Regions from separate parts of the Mus musculus genome. Here region 2 is linked to region 1. A link is a contact called in public Hi-C data. All regions are on one chromosome and are shown on one strand. Each heading gives the region's core, a stretch centred on a gene start, on an enhancer-like site or on the middle of the called end of the contact. The rest is flanking DNA. Distances are from core to core; before and after follow the strand shown.

Evidence for each region. A called contact is a pair of places that touch in the nucleus more often than the background predicts.
Region 2: a contact with region 1 is called in a Hi-C map of uterus, with 2.7 times the contacts expected there. The contact joins the enhancer-like site here to the promoter of Prrg4 in region 1. A contact is called at or near these places in 1 of 39 promoter capture datasets (the 3T3-L1 cell line), 2 of 484 Hi-C or Micro-C datasets (pancreatic cancer cells and uterus) and 1 of 115 datasets of contacts at active chromatin or transcription factors (embryonic stem cells).

Annotation. Positions count from the first base shown.
Region 1 is chr2:104,847,570-104,852,194 of GRCm38.p6, reverse strand. Prrg4 (proline rich Gla (G-carboxyglutamic acid) 4 (transmembrane)) reads left to right here and starts at 2,345. Exons shown (of 6, transcript NM_178695.5): 1 at 2,345-2,649; 2 at 2,995-3,119. The coding sequence starts at 3,017.
Region 2 is chr2:105,095,228-105,099,852 of GRCm38.p6, reverse strand. The region is part of intron 3 of Wt1os (Wilms tumor 1 homolog, opposite strand); the gene reads left to right. Among named protein-coding and RNA genes, the nearest start is that of Wt1os, 29 kb to the left of the region's middle. Within about 2 kb of position 2,307, at least 15 of the 459 cell types and tissues checked have an H3K27ac peak or open chromatin away from gene starts, as enhancers often do. A contact at or near this core is called in uterus, where this site is marked.

The DNA.
Region 1 (4,625 bases), core at 1,096-3,595:
TAAGTAAATAACAGAACAAATCAAGAGTCTGCTACTAACTCTCTCCTTCTCTCTTCCCCTCCCTGCCCCCCCCCCCAACCCCAGAACATCTTTCAGTTCCATAGTGGTCATGTATGTGTCCTGCCAAGTGCTATACCATTTTAGGGCCCATATCAAAAGGGAATGTGTAGCTTGTAAGCCACCGCTGAGAAACAATCTTGTCTTTTCTGACTCCCCTCACCTCACCGCCAGTCTATAAATGCTCATATTTGATGTGAACACAAAGCCTCCTTTGTTTCCGCCCAAATTTCCAGCGATGTGAGTAGGCTCATTCTACCAAGGAATGCTATCAGATTCCCATCTGCTGACTTCACTGCAGGGAGCTTCTCTCACTATGTGCCTCTCCCTAAAACAGTGTGAAGCTGACAGCAAGCACAAGACTTTCTTTCCACAGCTCAAGCCAGACAGAAGCCCAGCACTATGGAAGAAGCAATTAGCGTTTGTCAGCTTCCTTTAAAGACTCCTGTGACTCCTCATAGGGCAGGAAAAAGCCCGACTCTCAGGTGTTGGACAATGAAAACTGGATTAGATTGGGGAGAGGGGCTCAAAGTTAGGTAGGGAGGGAGGTGAGGATAGGTATGGGAGGAATTGGGAAGGAGAGGTGAATATGATCAAAATACATAGTATGAAATTCTCAAAGAATTAATAAAATGCTATTTTTAAAAATAGTGTGGCTGGGTGGTATTGGTGCATGTCTTTAACCCCAGCACTTTGGAGGCAGAGGCAGGCAGATCTCTGAGTTAGAGGCCAGCCTGGTCTGCATAATGAACAGCCAGGGCTAACAGAGAAACCCTATCTTGAACACACACACACACACACACACACACACACACACACACACACTAAATAAAAGTGAGAAGCATTTCTACTTAACAATAAATAGCTGCCACCTAACAAAATGTACTGAATATAATAACCAGGAGAGGCTTTTTCTGCGTACTGGAAAGGAAGTAACGAAATCTGCCCTTGCCCTAGTAGAACTTGACAGTCTACATTGTTAGATACAGATCTCAGAAAGACTCAGTTCTCCCAAAAGCAAAATGGTGTTTATCCCTCTCTTCCCAGGGCTTCCAGCCACAGGTTGTCTAAATGAGGGAGCAGGAGAATGGGTCTCCTGAGAGATACTTCCGATTCCTGTGCTCAACCATAAGGTATTTCTAGCTTCTCCACAGTCTGATCTCCACTGCTTAAGTAAGGTGAAAGAGCAGACTCCATTTTCCAGACCGCTTAAGCCTCTAGGGCGTGGGGCATGGATAGTGTTTGGAAGGAAACAAAAACAACGTCTGCAAAACATATGGAAATTCTTACTTGAATCCATTAATCAGAATAAAATAGATAATAGCCTTTCAGGGAAGAAAACAAATTTGGTGAAAAGTGAATTAACTGGAGACTAGAAAGGAGTGGGAATGCCATTTCACTGTGCTCTGTTTCAACTGTATGAAGTTCCAGGCTACTCTGGCCAAAGAGCAAAATTTAAATAGCGTTCCCAAGAGTAACAGCGCATGCTGTTTGGACATGAAGAGTGTGGTGAGACACTGTTCTCCTATCTTCTCACACCTCGAGCTCTGGGCCTCTTGAATTATTTTTAATTATATCTCTCACACAACATTTTTAAATAGAGAAATTTTCAAAATTTAACTTCATCTCATGACAATTAAGGGTGCTTATGCTCTTGCTGTTTCAAAAAAAAAAAAAGAAAAAAGAAAAAAACTCAACGAAAAGTTCAAGATCTAAGATTATTTGTTCAAGAAGGATGAACTTTTTAGCTGTCTGGGTATATGGGTAGCTACGGCCAAAGATATCTAATAAAAGCAGAAATATTCTGAGAACAAACACAATTTGTCACATTTTGTTTAAATTTACATACCGACACTAACCTAGTAGTATGGAAGATATTAAGCATCACAAGTATTCATCCACTGGAGGCTTATTAGTTAGCAGAGTGATGATATCATCACATGTCAAACAGCTTCTGGAAATTTCCACTGTAAACCCAAGGAGGGAAAGAATGAAAGTAAAAGAGGTGAAACCTTGCATTGTTGTCGTGGAAACAATTTTGACTCGGGGACATATTTGAAAGTATTTTTGTAGACAACCCAGACCTGGTGAAATACATCTGAGAACTTTGTAATTGCTATTAATTGATTTTTGGTCATGTGACAATGCAAATCACTAACAAAGTATATTTTCTCGGATGAATGCTATGTTCTCATCCCTGGACCACCCTGCGAGAACAGCTGACCGAAGGTAACCTCGGGAGGGCGCTCTGATAGGCCGCCAAAGTGTGAGCGTCCGGGTCTCAGTCGAGAAGGGCTGGGGACCGAGAGCGGGAGGTGGAGCGCTGCCAGGTGACCTCCTCGTCCGGTAGCGGTGGGAGTGGCTCCAGCACACAAGCTGGGCCCCGTGCGGCGCACGTTCCCCGAGCGCCCCTGCGCGGATCCTGGGCGCCTCTTTTGCGTCCTGGTGTCGCCTTGGAGCCGCGAAGAGCTAGGCTCCGACTGTCGCCGAGATCCAGAGGCGTCCGCGACTCAGGGCCAGGCCACCTCTCGGGCCAAGCGGATAACTCGGTTCCCGCCCAGGGGCTGCTGGAACATGCGCCCGGGGACACAGGTGCGGCGACCAGCGGCGAGGCGGGGCGGGGAGGAGTGGGAGAGTCATCCAGAGACGATGTCTCGACAGTGGCATTCCAGCACCTAGCTGCCTGTCAGCGTGGGCGAGAGTCGCGTCTGCCTGGGCCAGTGTCCGAACTCTCCTCCGCAGCTTCCCGGGAGTACCTTTTGTTCCCAGGCGCTCCGGAGGTGCCACCTGCCCGGAGCGCCTTGGGTCCCATAGATTAAGAGCGACCCGTGGGGTGCAACAGGTCGTTGTTGACTCAGTTCCGACTAAAACCCAACAGGCTGAGACTTGGCCTGCTTCTTTTCTTTTCTTTTAATGTCGTTGTCACTTTTGTTTTAGTTTGTTTGACAGTTGCTAGACTATGTTTCCACTTCTGATCGTACTCAGCCAGCTGCCCAGACTTACCCTCGCAGTTCCTCATTGTATCAGAAGCCTAAAGGATTCCGAACATGCCCCAGAAGAAGGTAAGCAAGCATGGCTGCCGATTGGGGGAAAACACTTCTGAAACCAGTTGCGGTCTACTGTGTAGATCTCAAGCCAAAGTGTGGTAGGGGGAATTACACGCCCCCGTGAACCACAGTGCAACAGCATATCCTATGTTTTAATTTGTGGCTTTCTTGTTTAGAGTTGTGGGTTTTTAACTATAATATGTACAAACGTATCTCCCTTAGTAAACAGATGTTTAACACCTGGTTTGTGGTTGACTAAATTGAAAGCCTTTTTCGAAGTCCGAAAGTCAGTGAGTTGTCGTTTCCTAGATGAAGCTGTGTGTTAGTTATAAAGAGGAAGGCTGCTTCTTGGAAGACTGACAGGGAGGCCAGACTCTTGTCAGGACTTGTTTGTGCACCGCTGGGAGTCCCCATATAGACAAGTGCTCTACCGCTGAGCCACATCCTGTCCCCTAGTCTGGATTTGTGAGATCCAGAGCAAGGGCTGGAAGGTAGGATGACCCTTCTGGTCATTGTTCCAAACGTTGTGTAGATAAAGGCAGATGCTTGAGAGATTAAGTGTAGTTTGCTGGCCCAGGATTTTCGGTTACAGGTCACAAATTGGTTCCTGCTTCCATTTAAAAAGCCTAACCTGGCAAAATCTGAAGTGAGAAGGAAAAAAAGAAAAAGAAAAAAAAAAGCCCTAGCTCTCCGCTTCCTTCCCCCTACTTAGTCACTGGCTTTTGCCACAAGCACCAGCACCTTGGGGTTACTCAACTCACACATTCCTGTCCTTTATTATCCCTTATCCCCTTTATCAGATCCAGTTCTCAGTAGGATCTGCCATTAATACTCCTGACAGACATTTTAATGATTGATGAAGTGTGCTCCCTCACTCCGTGTGTGTGTGTGTGTGTGTGTGTGTGTGTGTGTGTGTGTGTGTGTGTGTCTGTTAGGAAAGGGCAATACTTCGGCCTAAAGGAATCACATTCTAACGGTAAAGTTCTAGGCAATTTGAAGAGGCAAATTTGAAACATGAGAGAGGTTGTTAGAATAAAAGGGGTCCTTGTGTTTCCCCGAGCCCCCCATTATCCCTAAGTCTACCTGTAGTAATGGTCCATGCTCAGGTAAGACACAGAGACTGTTCTCTGGGATGGTTGTGAGTGCATTCATTTATACACATGTCAGGCACTGGAGTTACTGTCACAAACATAAAATAATCCAGAAGTCAGAGCCAAGTGCAGAGGGCTACAGTTGGTTGCAGGAAATGAAAATGAGTCAGGAGTCATATATAAGCACACTTTGTGTGTCAGGCCCTCTGCTGGCCGCTAGAGATGGAGAAAGGACTGTCATTCTTGACTTAGGAAGAGCTTTCTTCTGAGCCAAGAACATGAAGCCCTTCATTCTAATTCCATTTTTCTTTCTTTCTTTTTTTTTTTTTTCCATTTTCTATTAGGTATTTAGCTCATTTACATTTTTTCATTAAAAAAGTATTTAACAATGCAAATGATAGATGCTGTGCTAGATTAACCTTAGAATGAG
Region 2 (4,625 bases), core at 1,058-3,557, 250 kb before region 1:
CAAGGGTGATAAGATCCAACACCTTTTTGCCCCTAGTGTTGGGGCTCAAACTTTTGGACTTACCTGCCAGGCATACATCCTACAGCTGTGCCACATTATACCCTTGGGGGTCACTATTAAACTATTAAATCCTACAGGAGGAGGGAATGACATGGGAGGGGGGAGAGAAAGAGACAGACAGACACAGACACAGAGACAGACAGAGAGTTGAACATTCCAAGCACCTGGCGCAGGGCCAGCTGCCTGTGCCACTCACTGCTAAGACGAATAAGAGCTTGAACTGGGATTAATTCACATGAGTTGCAGAGCATACTAATTTATATGCCCCGCCTCGGTTTGCCATCTGTGGGAACCCACGCGCTGAGAGTGGAAAAAGACTGACCCCTCTTACGTGTTGGACAGTGTCTTTAGAAAGAGAGGATGCTGTGATGAGGATGGAGAGCTGGCCAGCAGGAGGCTGGTGGGCTTCACTCACTTCTTGCAAAGCCTTTCTGATCTGCTCTCATTCTGAATTTTCTGTGTTAAAAATATGCCCTCCCCCCAAAAGTTGTTATACATGGAGGGGGTTCCAGGTATTTAACAGTTGAGAATTCTCACATTTCAACACATTGGTCTTTTTGAATATTTTTGGCCATTGTTTTTTAAAAAAATTTTTTTAAATTATGTGCAGGTGTGTGTGTGTGTGTGTGTGTGTGTGTGTGTGTGTGTGTGTGTCTGTGTGTGTGCGCGCACACGTACGCACATGGAGGGCAGAGGTATTGGATCCCTTGGAGCTGGAGCTACAGAGCTGTGGGCTGACTGAAGTGGATGCTAGGAACTGCACTTGGTCCTCTAGAAGAACAGCAAGTGTTCTTAACTGCTGAGCCATCTCTCTCACCCTGCCATCAAGTTTTATAAGTTAAACTAGAGTAAAGAAAAAGTTATATTACACACACACACACACACACTCACGTTTATCCTATCACAATCCTGTGACCATGATCAGGAATTGGTTTTTCTTCCTGATTATTATGAAATATAAGCTTAATGAAATAAAATGTAAATAGTTCAGGGGAAATGTTTGACATAATTTAATCTCATAGATTACCACTGCTAATATTTTGGTTATTTGTTCATTTGCTCATTTACTGTTTTCTTCAGACAGAGTCTAACTCTGTAGCTCAGGCTGGCCTTAAGTTGTAGAAATCCTCCTGCCTCGGTCCCCTGAGTGCTGGGATTGCAGGTGTATGGCACCATATTCCTGTCCATTGATAATATTTAATGGTCCTGCCTTCTCAGTTAACCAATGCTCTCTTGACCAATATTTTGGTTGTGACTGTTCATTATATAATTAACTTTGTATCCAAATATGTATGGAACTTTTACTTGCCTGTCATCATCCAGGGGAATTGCTTGATATTTCAAAATCTAACATATAACAGTGTTTCTTACCCAGTACCTAAAAGTAAGATGTTCTTTGCAAACACATGGCCAAGAAATTTGAATGATGTTCCAAGGGGTATAAACATGAAATACAAACACAAAAATATAGAAGTGTTCCTTCACTTCATAAAAGAATTTCTGTCAAGTTTCACTTATTATCAACTATCTATCTGGAAGGCATAATGAGAGTTAAGGAGATATGTCTATGGATTCCTAATGCCCTATGATTGAGTGATTGATTGATTGATTTTAATTTTAGTTTGTTTCCCAGAGATGAGTCCCATGAACTTTTGCACACATGCTCTACTAGTGCGCCATGTTCCCAGACCCACTAACCTACTAACCAGGCATTCTTAGTGACCCATGTCTATGACTCTAGCACTCATTCAAGGCTAGACTGGGCTACATGTCAAGGTACCATCTTAAATAAAACAAGCAAACAAACAAAGAAGAAACCATCTTGTTCTGTTGTAAGTGTAGAGAGCTCCCATCCACGATGCCACCCTCGGGCCAAGAATGCAGACAGATCAAGGTATGGGGCCAAGGCAGAGTTCCGTACACCCAGAAGTCAGAAGTGAGTCGGATGGAAGGATGTTACCAGTAGGAAGGCCAGGGCTAGGGAAAGGAACCCTCGATAGGTTGTTCTGCAATTAAACAGAAAGGAGCCAAGGCCTGGCTGGGTTTGTGCTGGGTCAGCCTCTGTCTCCACGCCAGCGGCCCACACCAATCCATTCCGCCCTCAAACCTGACGTTCTCCTTGGTTACAAGCTGGTGATTTTCAAAAAGACTTTTCTGTTTCTTTTTCGGCCGTAGCAACCTGCTCTCTTAAATAGCTTCTTTATCTGGTGCGGTAATTACGGTCTGTGACTAACTGCCGCAGTTCATAAACACGGGGTTTACCGTTAGGGTCAGTAGTTCTCGGTCTTGTCTGAATGGCAACTCCCCCAGCTGAGCTCAGCACTGAGCAAGGTACCTCTCCTTCCGCACTGGGCTGGTTCTCCCTGGTGCGAATCACCGTGGGAGGGTTCCAGTCGTCTGTTATAAAAAGAGGTCACATTTTTATTAAAATTGAAGTCTAATACCAAAACACGCTTCAAGAGGTTGTTGCCTGGACATTTTAATTTCCCCTTAAACTTCTTTTCATGTTCCAAATGATCGGCAGTGTGCACACATCTCTTGTATATTCAGGAAGAGAGAGGGAAAAAAAATGCCTTTTCAAAAAGTAATTCATAGGGGCTGGTGAGATAGCTCAGATGGTAAAGGCATTTATAGCGCAAGCTGGACAACATGAGCGCCATCCCGGGAACCCACGCGGTGGGAGGAGAGAACTGCTTCCCCAAAGCTGCCCTCTGATTTCCATGCAGTTGGTATGGCATGTGTGCCCTCCTTCCATCCACACAATAAAGACTATAAAACCTTTTTTTTTTCAAGACAAGGTTTCCTTGTGTAGTCCTGGCTGTCCTAGAACTCTCTCTTTAGACCAGGATGGCCTCGAACTCCCAGAGATCTGCCTGCATCTGCCTCTCAAGTGCTGGGATTAAAGGCATGCGCCACCACTGCCTGGCCCAAGTATAAAACTTTTAAAAGAAAATGTCATAGAAAATCTACAGGATCTAAGTTTGGAGAAGAGGGTTCTTAGACAATGTCAAAAGCATAACCCACATGGAACAATTGGTAAAATTAACTTTACACAATTTTTTTTTTAATTCCCCAAGAAAGTCTTTGCTAAAAGGAGCAGTTGATGAGATGACCTGCTGTGGAAAATCTCTGCAAACCATACATTCTAAGACAAGAATCTATTTTGTGTTTATGTAATTCTCAAATTTTTATATATAAAGTTAGAAGGAGAGAAAATACAAAATTAAAAACTAAGCCAATGAAAAGCTTATTGGAACAGTGGAGGCAAAAACATAGGGGTGTCCAGTTGTAGGTAGGCTGAGACAGGAGGATTGAGGTCCCCAAGCCAGCCTAGGTTACCCAGCAAGATCAAGTCATTGTGACTCTTCCCCCCCACCCAAAAGATGCTGAGAATTCAAAGAGCTAGATCATAGCTGTGTTGCTAGTGAGAGCCTAAATCAGTGGTTCTCAACCCGTGGGTCAGGACCCCTCCTGAATGATCTGTTTACTGGGGTCACCTAAGACCCAGCAGAAGCCACAAATATTTACATTATGATTCATAACAGCAGCAAAATTACAGTTATGAAGTAGCAATAAAAATAACTATATGGTTGAAGGTCACCACAACATGAAGAACTGTATTAAAGGGTCACATTAGGAAGGTTGAGACCCACTGCCTTAAACGGTCCATCCTCTCTGAAGCTAGTTTGGTACTCTCTTAAAAACTAAGCATGTACCCTGTCCATGATACGACTGCAATCGTATTTCTTGCCTTTTATCTCAAGTAAAGAAAGTTCATAACCTACACAACCCTCCGCCCACCAGTGTTAATAGCCACAGGACATCCTGCTGGCTGGAAACAGAGGATCGCAAAGTCAAATACTGTATGACTCTACCTACCTAATTATAAACAGCCTACACATGGCAACATGGCCGAGATGGAGAAATGGAGCGATTGCCATTGGTTAGGATCGGTAGGTAGAGGTGTGAATTAAAGACTGGCAGGAAAGCGAGCATCTTGGGGAAGAAATGGCTGTGACTCTTTGTTTCAGTTCTAACAAGTCTCTCGGGGTTAGAAGAGCAAACGTTGATTGTATCAATGTCAACTTCCTGGATTCCATTTGGACACAGTAATGTAAGATTATAACCACTGAGGGGAAACCCAGTACTAGGACCTGGCCTACTATCTTTGCAACTTCCTGTGAGTGGCTCATGCTTTTCAAACAAAAAGCCTTTTGAACGAGTAATTTATGCTGTGTAGAAAACTATAGAAGATGGAGAGAAATATAAAATTGTTATTTTTAAAATTTAGAACCTTTGGGTATTTGTTTTAAGATATTGGAAGTTATTGTTTAATTTCTGGTTTCGATCCTCACCCCCAAAGACATGATTGACATAACATAAACCACTGCTTTAAGTTTTTTTCTATTATGATTATGTGCATGCTTTTGCAGAGGTCAGAAAACTTACAGGAATGGACTCTGTTCTTTCATGTAAATGACTGGGATTGAACTCAGATCCTCAGCCTTGGTAGCAAAGACCCTTTACCCATATTTGCATCTTCACTATTGTATTATTTCAGAACA